Linked DNA regions of Danio rerio: region 1 is linked to region 2. Evidence: chromatin contacts called from public Micro-C data. All regions are on one chromosome and are shown on one strand. The core of a region is the stretch at or near the end of the contact, and the rest is flanking DNA. Distances in the headings are between cores, read along the strand shown. Region 1 overlaps tnika (TRAF2 and NCK interacting kinase a). Region 2 overlaps LOC141378206 (a long non-coding RNA gene).

Region 1 (5,442 bases), core at 2,522-5,021, 170 kb after region 2:
GAGATAGAGACTTGAGCACCGAAGTTGCTGGAGAAGTCATTGTGACTGCATAAAGGAGGTGGAAAGTGCAGCATTTTATAGAGATTTATTAAGTTAAGAGATGGAACTTGATATGACATGGTGAAAGTAAGCATTACCATGAAAATCTTTATAGGCATAAACACACTAATGGTGTTTATTTGCGGAAATAAAGTTTGTATTAACATCTGATCTGGAAAGAATGATCTTCACAAGAATGCAAGTGCATTCTCTCTGTTCTTGGTATTGAGAAACAGCTTTGGTAGTGTTAGGGTGGTCTGAGGGTGTTAAATCAGAGACAGTACAGTAGGCTAATAGATACTAAATCTTGTAGATTGTCATTCTGGTTGCCTCTCAGTGCACAGAGAGGCCCAGCGGGACATGGTCTGCTTCCTTGTTATAAATATGATAGACTGCAACTGTGAGCTGCAGGTAACTGAACGCACGGTTTACTTTGTTTTCAGTGAAATACGAGAGAATCAAATTCCTGGTGATTGCACTGAAGAACTCGGTAGAGATTTACGCATGGGCCCCCAAGCCGTACCATAAATTCATGGCTTTCAAGGTATGGTGCTCTAAGAACATTTTCTCATCTCTCAGTTTTTCTCTGCATTTCTTACATGCTTGCTTTTCTGCCTATTTAGCCAGTTTGTGACAGAATCATTTGTAAAGGGTAAAAATGCCTTTGAGGTTTGCGTGCATTAACTGCCTGTTTATCCAATTGTTAAGTCTTGACATGCATCTCTTTCTGCCTGGCAGTCGTTCACAGAGCTGCAGCACAGACCTCAGCTGGTGGACCTCACAGTAGAAGAGGGTCAGAGGTTAAAGGTCATCTACGGCTCTAGTGTGGGCTTTCACGTCATCGATGTGGATTCCGGAAGCCCCTACGACATCTACATACCGTCACATGTAAGTGATGTGATTGTAAATATTATCAACTGAACAAAAACAGTAGTTTCATACTGAATAGTGCTGCAATTTTATTGTGAAAATAAAATCACTTGATAAACTAAATAATTAAGACATATAGGAAGTATTTACATGTGTTGACACTTTTCTGAGGTAGGTGAGAGAACTCAAAAGGGCGGCAAGTTAAGGAAATCTGTTCATATAAAAAGCATCAACAAATAGAGAAATAATTATAATCAGCTTGAAAACACTTGCGCACACAAATTCTCACAACACATGCAAATACAGAAATATGCTGCAAATAGCACAGATCACAACAAAAATGTGCCGGGGCACCATAATAAGTAACAAACCCAGCTGCTTCCTGTTTTGAGTGGTGTTTCAGGGATCTAAGAGGTGAGTTTTCTTTTTGTGTTTATTTATTTAAAACATTCTGATATTGTGTTTTTTATGGACTTTTAATTCTGGTAGTATGGACTTTATTTTGAATGTTATTACTCAATACAAAATAATTTTTACTTTCACATCATCAATGTGAATTCTGGAAGCTCCTATGACATCTTCATACCATCACATGTAGTAAGTGATGTGTTGTAAATGTTATAAAATGAACAAAAATAGTAGTTTCATACTAGGTAGTGCTGTGGTTTATTATAGAAAAAAATCACTTGATAAACTGAATATTTTTTTAATAAAGACATTAATAAAGTTCCCTGATGCAATGTGAAGATCTAAATGTATTTACATGTGTTGACACTTTTCTATGGTCTCCGTCAGAGCTCAAATGCGCTGCAAATTTAGAGAATGCATTCAAATAAAGAAAAAACATCTACAAATAGAGAAAACATTTTAATCAGCTTGACAACATTTGCGAACACAAATCTTGTGTTCGCAAATGTTGTCTAAGAGGGGAGTTTTACTTTTTTTCTGTTTGTTTATTTTAACGTCCTGATAATATGGTTAGTATGGACTTTATTTCAAATGTATTTACTCAATACAAAACAATTTTTACTTTCACATCAATGATGTGGATTCTGGAAGCCCCTATGACCTCTACATATCGTCACATGTAAGTGATGTGTTCGTAAATGTTAGTGCTGTGATTTTATTATGAAAAAAATAAAAAATAAATCACTTGGCAAACTGAATAATTAAAACATATAAGAAGTAACCTGATGCAACGTGAAGATCTAAATGTGTTTAGATGTGTTGACACTTTTCTGAGGGAGCTCAGAAAATATTTGAATCAGCTTGACAACACTTGCGCACACAGATTCTCACAACACATGCAAATACAAAAATAGGCTGCAAATAGAACAGATCACAACAAAAAATGTGCCGGGGACCATAATAAGTGATGAACCCGGCTGCTTACTGTTTAGAGTTAGTCAGGGATCTAAGAGGTGACTTAGTTTTTTTTCTGTTTGTTTATTTTAAACGTTCTGATAGTATGATATGTATGGACCTTTAATTATGGTAGTGTGGACTTGATTTCAAATGTAAAAACTTAAATATATAATTGCAATTACTCAATACAAAAAAATACATGTATGCGACCTTTCACACTGAGCCCAAAGAGACAAAGCAAACCAAAAACATAGCTGTTGACAAATTCAGAACTGACTGACTATGTTTACATGGACATCAGTAGTCGACATATTTGCCTTGTTCAGAATAAGGCAATAATATAATTAAAGTGTTTACACAAGTTGGTTTTTGAATGTTCCTTTCATGATCCTGTTTTACATGTTATAGCACATAGATCGATTAACGTCATTGTGTCACCATGCTATCCACATTCCTCTGGAGTTTCATGTAATTTCAGGTGTTTCGCTCTTAATTTTTCGACTTTACCTGCAGTTTGGCACTTTCACTTTCATTCAGGAACATTTCATGTGTGCCCCCCGTGACAAACAACATAATGGAAGCGATTATGAACTGCTGGAAGAGTGCAAATATAATTTGATACAGCACACCTTATATGAAAAAAAATCCGTATTTCATGATACTTGTGTCAAATAGCTGTGTGTGTATGGACTATCCTGTTACAAATTGCGGTGAAACGTCCTACATGATGTAATAGTCTGATTAATGTGTTTACATGTCTGTACTGCACTTAAAGACAGCAACTAAAATCTAAACACTCCACATGTCTCAATTCCATTTCTGATTAGTCTGATTATTAATCATATTAAATTAATCAAAAATTGCTGTTTATGTGATACTCTTAATCAGAGTATTGTCTTAAGCATATTAAAATAGGTTTATTGGTGTTCATGTAAACATATTGCAAATTTGCATCTCATAAAATGCTTTTCTTGATTTTACACCAGAAACACAAACTACCATGTTTCCAGTTTAATAAAATATTAAACTAACCATTGATTCATATTCTCTTGGCAATTTACTCAAATGTTAACGAATAAAAAAGATCTGTTCTCCAGAAAACTCAGAAAACATAGAAAACTTGTGTTTTTTTTTCATTGTGATTGATCATGTACGTTGTGAATAGAGGTTAATTGTTTTGGTTTAGGAGCATCAAACATTTACTCACTTTAATCATGCTCAGCCTAAACAGACTTTTGTCTTGTGGGAAGTTAATATTGAATTTCGACAGTTTTGCCACAATCCCCAGTTAATTTGTTTTCCTGATACAACACAAATAATTGTATAACTACAAATGAAACATGAATGCACCTGTTTAGACCTGTGTTCATCTCACCGATAACAGGCTGTGGTTTGGCATCTGGAAAAACACAATTTAGCTGTGCTTCTGGTTAGGGGATCCAGTTACAGGCAACATCCTCTCAATTGGTTCAGATGTTCCCTTGGCAGTGTTGCTCTTGGGGGTTGTAGTCTAATCTTGGTGAAATAACATGTGCCTCCACATGTTATGTTCCCTTCACGGCATTTGAAAGTGTGAAAAGCGATTTCAGGAAGGCAGAAGCTATTTTTAGACCAATTCATGAAGAAGCGGTTAAAATAATGAGCTGAAATTGTAATGATATTCATCAAATGAGAAATAATGTTCTATCTGTCTAATAATGTGTTTAAGCGGAAATATGCTTAAATATATGTGCCAAAATTAGTTGAGCAATTTATTGCATTTTTTCCTTGTGTACATTTTTAAAAAATAAAGCTTCTTTAGTGACATTGATAGTTCAATGATGAACATTTGATGTCTGTGGAACAAATATTATTTAAATTCAAAAAGGTTCTTTAAATTAGTAGTTTATCTTCAGATAATAAAAAAAATGCTTATGAATTTTTCATTAAAAATTTTATTCATTTTTAATGAATTTTTAATGAACCAAAGAAGTTCTTATATGACACCAATGCAAATACTTCTTTTAATGTTTCTTTTTTTGTTTTTTGTTTTGTTAATAGTGCACTTTTGCAGTACATTCCCTTAAATTCCCAGTAAACATTAATGAACAAGATTGGAAAATGTGGCCCTCTACTGGTCTCCTTTAGCACTGCAGCCTGTAACATCTTTTTTTCTTCCTTAGATTCAGAGCACTGTGACTCCTCATGCCATCGTGGTGCTTCCGAAGACTGATGGCATGGAGATGCTGCTGTGTTATGAAGATGAGGGCGTTTATGTCAATACCTACGGCAGAATCACCAAGGACGTTGTCTTGCAGTGGGGAGAGATGCCCACCTCTGTTGGTAAGTCTGCCACAATGACATATGTCATACTGTAGTTGGTGCTATATTTGTTTTAGGACTTACTTGCAGTCATTTAAAAAACTATGTTTTATAAAGCAGGATTTAAAGCTTGATTTAGGCGATGCAGTGGCACAGTAGGTGGTGCTATCGCCTCACAGCAAGAAGGTCGCTGATTCGAACCTCGGCTCAGTTGGCTTTCTGTGTGGAATTTGCATGTTCTCCCTGCGTTCGGGTAGTCCGGTTTCCCTCAAAGTCCAAAGACATGTGGTACAGGTGAATTGGGTAGGCTAAATTGTCCGCAGTTTGAGTGCATGTGTGTGTGTGGCTGTTTCCCAGAAATGGGAAAAGTTATATGCATAAGAGATGGGTAATTTATATGAATAAATTAGACTTGGACATGCTATGTTATGTCCACATGCCTCCTCATTCATTTCACTTTTTGTGTGTCGTGTTTGAGCTTGCTCAATGAGCATGAGCAAATGTGTCATGGTTTTATAGTGGTGTTTAGAGTATATTGCAATTAGTTTTTATTTCACATGACTTTTCAGAGCTCAAAATGAAGGATTTACCAAAATCTGGAGGAGCTCTTGAAAGCAGCAGGACTGTGGGTGCATAAGCATAATTTTTTGTCTAGTCTATTTGAAAGAGAAGCGATCACAGTTGCGTTTCCAGACACGGTTGCTTCATGAAAGAAAACAGGAGCGCGCACGCATTTTAAACGGTCACGCGATTCTCTTCAGCTGTTATTTTTGTCAGTCATGCTGCTTCAAGATTTTAAGATGGCAACTGCACGCATATTGGGTCATCCTTATAGTCGAAACCTGTTTTTAAGAAAACTACAATTTA
Region 2 (5,428 bases), core at 916-3,415:
AAAAACGGTAACCACTGTAGCGTCTCGTGACACATAAATCTGCACCCTGATCTAGTGTGGAAGACTTTACCCTGATTTATATTGAGACTTTCATACTGGATTTCATATTAGGCAGTTGTTTTGGATTTCCAAAGATGTTGGCACATTCAGCCACCTCAGTCAGACTCTGCTCCAAGTGATCTTCAGATGTGGAGCCAAGGACAAAGTTAGAAAAAAAAAAAAAAAAAACTTTCATTAACACAACAATGACATGAGCATCATTTACACAATTTTTTTTTTTACACTTTGTAACTTCCTTTTGCCCTGAGTGGTGATTGAAGTGTCTAGTAAGTGTTACCATCTTGTGGTTGCTTAGATAAAATTTATGAATGATATTTACTGGTTGCAAATGAGTTTTCTTGCTCATTCAAAATAAACAATGTGACACAAAGTATAAACGGAATCATTACATTAAATGATTAATTTTAAAGATGAGCAAGAAAATAAAATGTGACCTTTGTCATGTGGCTCACAAAAGTGTGTTTAGTTGTTAAAATGTTCAAATGAATAAATATTTTAAAACTAGCACACCATACCAATCTAAATACAAAACAATCTTTTTTTGGTCAAGTTTCTTTATTGCAACATCATTGTCACACCATCTCAGATATATATAAAAAATATATATAAGGGCATACATGTGTCAAATCCATATATAATATAGTGGCTTGACAATATTTTCATCCTGTAATTTAATGCCACTTTATAAATCTTCTGTGAAATATTTCAAAATCCACAGCTTGCCTTTTTCCAAACAACCCAAGATGGCAGCATCCTGTTGAGCAGACCCAATAAGTTTATGTGAAATAGTTTGTTGTCATCAAATCAAATCCCTATACCAATATTTGTGAATATCAGACAAAAACTGTAGAAACCACAGTGACAAATTGTAAATGTTAGGGGGCGCTGTAGATACTGTAGAGTTCCAAGCTCTTAGGTAAGGTTGTGTGAAGGCAAGTTGGAACTATAGAGACACCAGCCCTCGAGGACCGATATTGGTGAGCCCTGATATAAAGGAAACTTTAGACCTTTATCCACTTTAAATAACCTGGAATAGATGTTAAATGTTTTTGTGAAACTGTCATTGTCAACAAAGGACTTTATTTTTTAAAGTAAGTTTTTATTGTATTGTACATTTTAACTAGGGGCACTAGAGTCTAGAGACATACCGTACTTCTTGAAATGTTTTACTGAAAAAACATACAGTTTTTTTAAACTTCTGGAATGATTGTTTATTGTAATTAATTCCTTTCTTAGTTTCTTTTTATAACAACAACTAAAATCTTAGATTTTTATTGTCTTTGATTCACCTAGTTCAGTGGTTCTCAAACTGTAGTACTTGTACCACTAGTGGTACACAGGCTTCCTTCTAAAGGTATGCAGATGAATTAAATATGTAATATGTAAATATGCTACATATATTTAAATAAATGATCAAAAAAGATTTATATACGAATATGATGACATAAAGCCTATATTTATGAGGTCCGGGCAACATTTCCAGGTGCTAATAAACCAGGAGTTATTTCTTTTTTTTTCTTCTTTTTTTTTTTTTTTTTACTTTTTAAGAACAGTAACCTACCATTTTCAACTTTTAAAAGCACATTTTAATTTAAATGTTCTTAATAATAGGAACTAATATGCCTCCCTTTTGAACTGTACAGAGCTTAAGCTGCTTTACTAGACCTAATACACTACTGTGTTTCAAAACTGCTCATTATGGTGGTACTTGCAAAGACAACTTTTTTCCGAGGTGGTACTTGATGAAAAACGTTTGAGAACCACTGATCCAGATTATATGAGGACAAAGAAGTAAAATTGGTTAGGAGGCATACATCTCGGAGTCCCTGGTGCTCACACTTTCAAGGGCCTCAAGATGGCTTCATACTATACACTAGTTTTATGTGAATCTTAATGAATAATTTTTTTAGTTTTACCAAGATGAAATGTAAAATTAAGGTGCAGAGCGGAGGTTTTTAAATTTCTGTATCCTTATTTAAGAAATCCTCATTCAGTAAACAACAAAAAAATGGGAAATTTTAAAACAATGGCTTTGGAGTCAAAATGCAGTGAAGGACACCTCTAGATGGAGCTTTTGAATTTTTTTTTCAAGTAGATTTTCCTGTTCTCCGTCTTCGTTTTATGTTAGAAGCCGTGCCTCTTAACCTCAGGGCATACCTCCAGCCGTGCCTTGTTGAACTTTTTTTGCTTTTTGAATTATTCATATTTCTCTAAATTAATAATTTTCAAATATAATGTGGCTCTCAAAGGCTTGTCAGAGGTAGACTGCTGTAGCTTAAGTCTTGTGAGCTGGTCTTTTTTTTGTGAATTACTGTATCAAAAGCATCTTATTTAAAAAACACACACACTATTAAAGGTCTAAAACAAAACACATTTTTTAAATTAAATTTTTTTTTTCAGATTTTAATTAATTCTTACCTCTAAGCTAAATGATTAATCACCCATGGTTTTATGAAATTTAAAGTTCATACACTTAGAGAAAAAGTGGCTCTAAACAGCACCAAATTAGTGTTCTTCAGCTTATAACAATAGCAGAACCATTTACAGTATATTCTTATAAATGCTTTGAAAGTGCTGTATAGAACCTTAAAATATTTTATATAATATTTCACAAATGTTGGCATGATTATTAGTAAAAAGATTTATTTGATTAATTATATTTAGTCATATTAATTCATATATTGTTTAATAATATTTTATTAGTAGTATTAATTTATCTACAGTATAATAATATTTTTTATTTATAATTATTTATAATATATTAATATATTATTAGTTAAGTCTTACATCTCGCAGGCTGTGATAAGAATTTAAGAAATAAAATTGTTTTAAAAAACATTATACTTACAAAATCTTTAATTAAATCTAGAGCTAGATGCATAATTAACAAACCAAAACCTTACTTTGTTTGTCTTTTATGTTTTCATAAAATGTGTTGCAATTCACTATAATATTGAAACTTTGTAAAGTATCTCAGTTCACATAGTAAGAGCCTTGATATGTTCTCAAACTGCATTTATGCTCCCAAAAAAGTATGACTACTGTGTAACACTAAGGTAAATTCCCATCTTCACTAAGAGGAAGCAGTTAAACAGGAAGTGTTTATAATTTTGACGATAACTTAAGAATGCGCATGGATAAAATATTCATCTGCTTGGGCTCCACACAAGACTCATGCATGTGTCGTTCAGACTAATATGTGCTGCCTGGCGCTCAGTCAAGGGTGTTGGAGAGAAAATGAATCGAGAACCTGTAATTATACTGGTTTTACAGATCTGACTGTTATGAAGTCAACAAATAGAGTATTGAGTCATATAATGTTGTATTATTTCATACAGCTTAAAATACTGTTGTTTGTATATTATGAAACCATCAGGTATTTGTTCTAACAGACATTATTGTTGTTGTTTGTTTTTATTTGTAAAGGTCGGTATTTAATCTTAAATATCTCTATTTAAATATTGAATCTTCATTTGGCAACTACATGGAAATGACAAACTTGTCATTGTTTACTAATGTTGTTCCAATCCTCCAATTTAATGTATGGAACACAACATGTGTTTAGATGTTCATAGTGCTATTTTATTTACACTTAAAATGCTTTTAAAATGACAAAAAGCAATTAATAGTAATGACATGATCTAACATTAGTTTTTGTAACACACACCCAGAGGACAAAACAAGTCTCCAAATCTCTATTAACCACACTTATTATCAAGTTAGGGTTGTTACATCCTGTTACAATTACAATTGACTTTAAAGTTTTATCACTGATTTATAAATCACATATACAGTGAAATCTGAATGAATAAACCCCCTTTGAATATTTTTCCTTTTTTAAATTATTTCCCAAATGATGCTTAACAGAGCAAGGAAATGTTCACAGTATTTCTGATAATATTTGTTTCTTCTGGAGAAAGTCTTCTTTGTTTTATTTTGGCTAGAATAAAAGCAGTTTTAATTTTTTAAAAACATTTTAGGGGTCAAAATGATTACAAACCATTGTTATACAATAACTTGCTTAATTACCCTAACCTACCTATAGTTAACCTAATTAACCGAGTTAAGCCTTTAAATGTCACTTTAAGCTGCATAAAAGTGTCTTGAAATATAGCTGGTTAAATATTATTCACTATCATCACTGCAAAGATAAAAGAAATTAGTTACTAGAGATGAGTTATTAACACTATTATGTTTAGAAATGTGTTGATAAAATCTCTATGTTAGAAAGAAATTGGGAAAACAATTGGGGGGCTAATAATTCTGACTTTAACTGTGCATTGCAGATCTGCTGGCTAAACATAAACAAGACAAAACAAGGTGAGTTCACTTATATGTATTATGCCATGTATTCTAATGTAAAAAAAAAACAAAAAACTGATACTCATTAAACATGATCAACTTTAATGTGAACTGTTTTTCCATAAGCCATTTTAAAAAAAGGATATAACTTATCATTGGTTTCAGCATGAATGTATGGATTAACGTGGTTTTTGTACCAGTGACACTAAAATATATATTTTAAAAAGTAATCTGCAGGTATGTCTCATGCTGTTTTTTTTTCTTGTTGAAAATATTTATGTTTTAAAAATGTAAAAGTTACATATAAAGATAGAGGTAGATATTGAAAAGTTCAAAATAAACATGTTGATAAAAAAAGTATAAATAAGGCATTTCTTTTAAAATAATTTAAAATGTTAAAAAGAACCTAAGTACAGACAAGAACCCATATTGAGAAACAGCCAAAACATTATATAATTTGTGTTATTATTCAACTTTTAAGGTAACACTTTACAATAAGGTTTATTAGTTAATGCATTTACTAACAAGAACCAATGCATCACTTAACATTAACTAATGAACCTTATTGTAAAGTGTGACCACTTTTAACTTTGTTTTTGTTTTTGAAAAATAATAGAAGATTTATTCAAAAGACCGCCCACTACCAAAGTCCCTTTAAGCAAAGAGCTTAGAATGACCTGGAGGCGACACGCAGTTGAACATTCCATTGAAACAACAGCGCCCAGCAACAGCCCCGGATTCCACCATTTTGGAGTGAAAGCGATCGGCTGTCCACTGGATCTTATTGCTGTCGCGATGGCAAGCAGCTGCTTTGTTTTTTATTTATTTATTTAAAAAGCGCATTACAGCTGAGATATAATCTGAAAGACGACAATACAGCACTTACTATGACAATCATCAGCACTTTTGATAGTTTATTTTGCAGACTTATGATATGCTGTTGTTCTATTGGAGTTTTCATTCCAAAATGGCCGCCACCATTTTCCCAAATTGCACTAGAGTGTCGCCTCTTAGTGATTCCATGCTCTTTGCTTTAAGTCAAGTCATTTCACTCTGCGGCCATCTT

What was found. A called contact is a pair of places that touch in the nucleus more often than the background predicts.
Region 1: a Micro-C map of caudal fin shows a contact between it and region 2, with 5 times the contacts expected there. The contact joins two enhancer-like sites. A contact is called at or near these places in 1 of 18 Hi-C or Micro-C datasets (caudal fin) and 1 of 4 datasets of contacts at active chromatin or transcription factors (caudal fin).

The regions. Positions count from the first base shown.
Region 1 is chr2:29,137,715-29,143,156 of GRCz12tu, forward strand. It overlaps tnika (TRAF2 and NCK interacting kinase a), which reads left to right. Exons shown (of 31, transcript NM_199703.1): 27 at 483-583; 28 at 778-927; 29 at 4,437-4,596. Among named protein-coding and RNA genes, the nearest start is that of slc2a2, 14 kb to the right of the region's middle. Within about 2 kb of position 3,772, at least 2 of the 62 cell types and tissues checked have an H3K27ac peak or open chromatin away from gene starts, as enhancers often do. A contact at or near this core is called in caudal fin, where this site is marked.
Region 2 is chr2:28,973,971-28,979,398 of GRCz12tu, forward strand. It overlaps LOC141378206 (a long non-coding RNA gene), which reads left to right. Exons shown (of 3, transcript XR_012392126.1): 2 at 4,347-4,380. Among named protein-coding and RNA genes, the nearest start is that of tnika, 18 kb to the right of the region's middle. Within about 2 kb of position 2,166, at least 2 of the 62 cell types and tissues checked have an H3K27ac peak or open chromatin away from gene starts, as enhancers often do. A contact at or near this core is called in caudal fin, where this site is marked.